Linked DNA regions of Gasterosteus aculeatus: region 1 is linked to region 2. A link is a contact called in public Hi-C data. All regions are on one chromosome and are shown on one strand. Each heading gives the region's core, a stretch centred on a gene start, on an enhancer-like site or on the middle of the called end of the contact. The rest is flanking DNA. Distances are from core to core; before and after follow the strand shown. Region 1 holds the start of LOC120822234. Region 2 overlaps LOC144410317 (a long non-coding RNA gene).

Evidence for each region. Hi-C and Micro-C count contacts between places; a contact is called where the count stands out from the background.
Region 1: a Hi-C map of skeletal muscle shows a contact between it and region 2, with 6 times the contacts expected there. The contact joins the promoter of LOC120822234 here to the enhancer-like site in region 2. A contact is called at or near these places in 2 of 6 Hi-C or Micro-C datasets (both in skeletal muscle).

What each region holds. Positions count from the first base shown.
Region 1 is chr7:7,853,725-7,856,698 of fGasAcu3.hap1.1, forward strand. It overlaps LOC120822234, which reads left to right and starts at 1,700. Exons shown (of 4, transcript XM_040181737.2): 1 at 1,700-2,090; 2 at 2,422-2,472; 3 at 2,593-2,744; 4 at 2,843-2,974. The coding sequence starts at 2,459.
Region 2 is chr7:7,815,028-7,817,797 of fGasAcu3.hap1.1, forward strand. All of the region lies in intron 2 of LOC144410317 (a long non-coding RNA gene), which reads right to left. Among protein-coding and RNA genes, the nearest start is that of col25a1, 29 kb to the left of the region's middle. Within about 2 kb of position 1,439, at least 1 of the 9 cell types and tissues checked has open chromatin away from gene starts, as enhancers often do.

The DNA.
Region 1 (2,974 bases), core at 450-2,949, 39 kb after region 2:
GAGAGGCGCTCACTGAAGGGTGCAAATATCACATCTTATTGATTGCGTGTGTTCAGTAGACACCACGCAGAAGGAAGAGAGCCACAGAGCCCGCAGTGGGCAACCAGGGATGCGGGCGTTAAGCGAACCCGCAGTCTGTAAACCTTCTGTCCTGGTTGATGCCGTGAATTCTGATCAGATGGCAGTAAATATCCATCCAGACTGAAGTATTACTCGCAAAGACTGTGGAATGGGGCTAAACGTGCACCTCAGATGGTCTGCGAGGAATTGGTTTAAATGTTTCTGCACTTTATTCACCATGCTCCACATTCATAACTCAACTCTTTATATGAATGGCACAATGATAACAATCTAATATATATTTACTCAGTTTACAGAAGCCTCAATAGAAATAGTCCCCTCTGTGCCAGAAGGCTGACAATTCAATTCAACGTGCCCTGCTAGTTTGAGCTATATTTAATGAACAGCCATATATGCATCTATCCACACACAGCATGCTGTCTTGAGTCATAATCAATAAGTCGTTCTTCATATGCAGTCCCGAATTTAAAATAAGGACTTCATTATCCAGAAACCTCCCCATGCTCCTAACTTGTTATTTTGAAGTTTCTCTTCACAGCCCTTTTGCCTTTTCATTTCTGTGAAAATAGTTCTTTACTTCAAAGAACTGTTTTCAATGTGGGTTTTACTTATCAGTGCAGTTTTCGTCTTTTTTGTAGTTTATGGCTGGATTAATACTTTAGCTCTCAGATGTTCTACATTCCAATATTTCAAGTCCTATCTAATCCATCAGGTTTTAAGATGATATAATAAAATCAGCATCTCTCTGGCACGCAATTCAGAACTAAGTAAAATAAAAATTGCATTTATTTTTTTTGCACCTTGTCAGAGGCAAATTAACATAAACCATCCTAAAGCAATTTCATTTCATTTGTTTGCAGGGACAGCGAGGCAGTATTGTGTTGTTGCACAACCCTCAGAAAATCAGACCCTATTTGTCACGATTCTTCATACAGGGAGAATTCCACGAGACAGCAAATGGCCACAGGTGACTCTGATTATTCTACCTGATTATTCTCAGGTGAAAGACTGCTTGGTTGATGTGACCCTCGCTGGCTCTGCTCCACCTGAGCACAGGGCGAATCAGTCACAATCACTGGCAGCACCTGTGTGTATGTATTACTATTTGATGTTTGCTGTCACATCGGTTTTATCTATGTTTTGGTTTGTGCTGTTCTAGGCCAAATAAAAAAGCATTGTTGTAACTCATACATGGTTTAACTCATGTCATGTCATGTCATTATGTCATGTCATGTCATTATGTCATGTTCAGTAAAAGATCTGTGTATTGTGCCTTTTTTTGCCAGGAAAAAAATATATATATAGGAGTTATAACAAAATGTGGACCAGGAGCTGAGATTCGGACGCCACCTACTGGACAAATACAGAAACGCCCTTGATGTTGTAGGTTCCATAATCCATAATTTAACATTTGTACGAGGAGAAATCCCCATGCGTGCAAGTTCAGCAGTTCACGAGGTCAACATCCCCCCTTCTCTCATTTGCGAGCCTTCTTTACAACCGTTCCTCTTTTCCTTTTTTTTTGGGACCAACACAAAGTGACAGATGGCTTCCTGCGACAAGGTCACGTTGCAGAACGCACGACCGCACTTTGCATGTTCAGCAAAAAAAAAAAAAAGAGCTCGGAATAAAAATCCAGTCAAACGCAACATCATCTCATGAGGGTGCCAAACTCCTCGGTATATTAAAAAAATGTATATCTCTTCCACTTTGTGCAACAACTTCAGGGCTATTTGGAACCTTCCCTCGCAGTCCTCCCCTTGACAACCGGCCTGCATCACAATAATCCACTGGTGTTTATTTTTAGAAGCGCTCGGCCGCTGCACACGCACACGCACACGCGTGATCCTCCGGTCAATAATTCATACGTCGCGGCCGCGGCAGCGGCGCGAAACACACTGCGGCTCCAGCCAGGACGGCAAACAGCGCAGCGCGTGACGAGAGACGCGCCAAAACTACTGCGAGGCGGGAAAAGGACGCAGCGACACGCCACGCGGGCCCCCTGTGAGGTGAGCGGATCGGTCGGAATTGAGGTTAAGCTGTGGTGAGGAAGACGCAAAATATAGTTGGACACCAGCTTGTTTTTTTTTCAAAATGTCGTTTTCTTTTAAATGGAAGGTGTCTGATCTGTGAGTGAGGAGTTTTGTTGAGAAGGTGGATTCATACTGTGTGGTCAGGTGTTACCCCTGCAGGGCTGGGAGCTGATTTAAACATTAAATTAACTAAAGTTTGATTATCTTTGTGGGCAGGTAAGTGCTAAATCAGGGAAGACAAACAATCGCAGTGTTTTTTGACAATATCCGTAACAATTAAGACATATCTCATCATTTTGTCTCACAGAGTGACTAATCCTCAACTGAAAAGGACAAGTGACAACATGACCACTATGAGGTATTATCTTACGTTTTTGTCTGGACACGTCAGATTGAAACTACATTTTCTCAATTAAAACTAAACATGTATAAAAAAATTAAAAAAAATTAAAAACAGCCAAATTACCATGTGTTTCAGGTCAATCTACCAGACCCACAAATGGATCAAACCACCTCCACCACCATCGGCGACTCCCAAAGGCCACCGGAGAGGCAGCGGCAGCATCGCACAGATGTACTTTGAAGCAAACCAGAAGACATCCAGGGAGGACTACACAACAGTGTACCAAAGTAAGCAGTGTTCAGCATCGGTACCTGTTCTATTGAACCACAGACATACATGCACCCCCCCCCCCCCCAGGTTCACTCTCGCTGTCGCTTATTTTCAGGGGATTTCCCAGTGTGGAAAGTGCAAAAGTGCCTCCCGTTCAAGCAAGCCAACAGCTTCCAAGTGGAACTGGGATTAGTTCTCACCGACGATCCCTCCAAAAGTCGCTCTCAGAAAAATTCGGTTCAAGGTG
Region 2 (2,770 bases), core at 189-2,688:
TCTCCTACCAACCCGACACTACCAATGCATCTCAGCTGAAAAAAAACCCTGTTATGCCTCAATGCACTCTGAAGCGCTCCCAGCTGGACATTTTGAGGAGCGCATGACGTTTTATCTGGGAAAAACTGCTTTGAGGGACAGAGGCCCAAATAATCCCATGTTCACTTCAAGTTGAAGCCAAACACAAGGGGTTTACTTTTACTTTTCTGTCATTTTTACGAGGATGTGTTTTGAAAAAGTTATTGAGACCTACAGAGCTAACTGCACTATAGAGGGATTCAATAAAGAAACCATATTATGTTGCAGATAGAGAATGTTAAATCATATCGTCAAGTTAGTGAAGACTGGATATGGATCATTCCATTAAGCTATACATCCTGACATTTCATAGCTCCATGGCCGATTCTTGGATTGGAAAAAAAACATTTTGTCCCAATAGATTTCCCCCTGACCTAATAAGGGGATGTTATAATTTTGTATTACAATATTTTTTTTATAAATTGGCTTTGACCAAGGAGTGATTAGAAGTCAGTTTCCTGGACTTTTAAAGATGCATTTCAAGTATCATAATTCTACTTTTAAAACGGAACATCTGTAAAAAATCACTTTGAGTGTCTCTTGGATGGCTCGATTTGCCGTTTTTTTCCCCACGTCATTATTTCATTATAGGACAGATGAGGTCCCCCTTCTTCTTGAATACTGTACAATCATTGCTGATGAAATTTAATTATTTCCTGTCAGAAGCCTTTTGCTTCTTCAAAATGTTTTGGCATTCGGAAGAGGGGTGGAGTTTCTGGGATCTTACGAGAGGGACCACACAAGAAAACGTGTGAACGAGGAGGTTATTAGGCGGAGAGAAGATTGATTTTCCGGCAAGCCAGTAAAACTCATCAGAAATACATCCAAAATATCTGGGCTCAGAACCGCAATTGAGCAAATGAAGGATTATCATTTGACCCGGCAGCCTTCAAAAGAGTGATCGGGTTTGAATTAATTTTTACGAACCCCACCGTTCAACTAAAATAGGATTCTTCACTACCAGACTGGGACCCTTTTCAGTCACCGTGGAGCCGAGCATATGGTGTCTGCAGACTTTAAAGGCCTGGGCCACCAGTCTAATTGTATAGCCTGAGCAGAATGCACAGGGCTATAGCGTCTGCCTCAGAGACTTAAGCACATGTGAGGGCAACCCACGAGTGCCAACTGAAAGCCTTGCACTGCTGCAGGCGATGCAGTTCAACACAAAAATGGCCCTGCAGCATCAAGCTGTTCATTGACAGACCAATGCTATTTGGCTGTTAACAGGTCCCCAGCTGCTGTCTGCTGTGTGTGTTTTTTTTTAGGTCTGCGGATGCTCAGGAGCATGTGTGCAGCACGGATGTTGGCATGAAAGCGCCAGAGGCCGCCCGAACACAAGCTGCCACCAGAATAAAGAGGCAACGGCGAGCGTTTATTTAGACAGCTTGTGTCTACGACAGGCGGCATGCAGACCACAAGCTGCAGGGCTGAAGTGACTGAGCGGGCTCGTTTGCACATAAAAAAGCCCTGTGCAGGGATTGGGTTACGACTGGATTAGGGTCTGGGACTGGTAGCAGCTTTGCCACTTTGCTGGTGGGGCTTTCCACGGTCTGATGCAAACTGTACTTCATAAGGTACATGAAAAGCACAAACCCCAGAGAAAGATGAAAAATGTGTTTACCAAATTCTCACTGTCTTAATACAGTTATTAGACACACATTTGATTTCTTTTGATATATCTGTGGGAAGCTGTAACTATTGCAATGGATGCTAGGACGATGTCAGCCCACAGGGGAATTAAGTTGGGAAAGCCACTGAAGCGTGTCTCCAGCAGGCGTACTGGCTTTTTCATCTCCACGCGGGAGTCAATGGTGGGAATGGGTGGTGGGAATGCTTGAGGTTTTGGTTTCCTTCCCGAAACCTCCTTGGGTCACCAATATCATTTCAGTAATTACTTGGGGTGGTAACAATTAAGTGCAGGTGGGTTCTTGATGGCACCCTGCTGAACTGGCTCCCCACCAGTGATCACACACACACACACACACACACACACACACACACCATACCGCATGAACGCCACTTCCAGTAACCAATATCCGTAGCTGTCGTTATCAGCGTGAGTACTGCAGTGACTCATGTTCACACTTCTTTACTTCTGCGCTCGGCTGAACAAAGAAACAAAAACTGCTCAGAATTTGTGACAAAAGAAACAAAAACACAAAGAGCAAAACATGCAAGTGAAGCAACTTCACAATGACGAACACTTTTGAGCTTCCTTTCATTGTGGGAATGATTTAGAAGTGAATTAGAAGGGTACGTTCCACAAAAACAGCATTTTAGGAGATGATTAATGTGCGTTTTGCTGCTACTAGAACTATGGCAGATGTTCCTAACAAGCAGTTTATTCAATATGTAATTAACTGAGCAGTAGAGATGAAGATGGCTTTCCTTTAATGAAATGAATGAAACTTAAAAAATAGGGGATTGTTTTTAAAAAAACAAACCAAACATGTTCACAGGCCTGTGCTGGAAGTAAATAATGATCATCTAACACACTGCACCTCATTTTTGCGAGCATGCCGCGTAGACGTGTCTTTAATAATGTAGGACCTTTGTTCTGGAAGTGACCGATTTGCTGACAGTGAACAATGGATGCAAGAACTCTTTGCACTGTTTGCAGGTTTTGGAGGTGGTTCAAACTTTCGGTTGGCAATTTTTGGGAAGTTTGAAATAAAAGACACGTAGAGTGGTG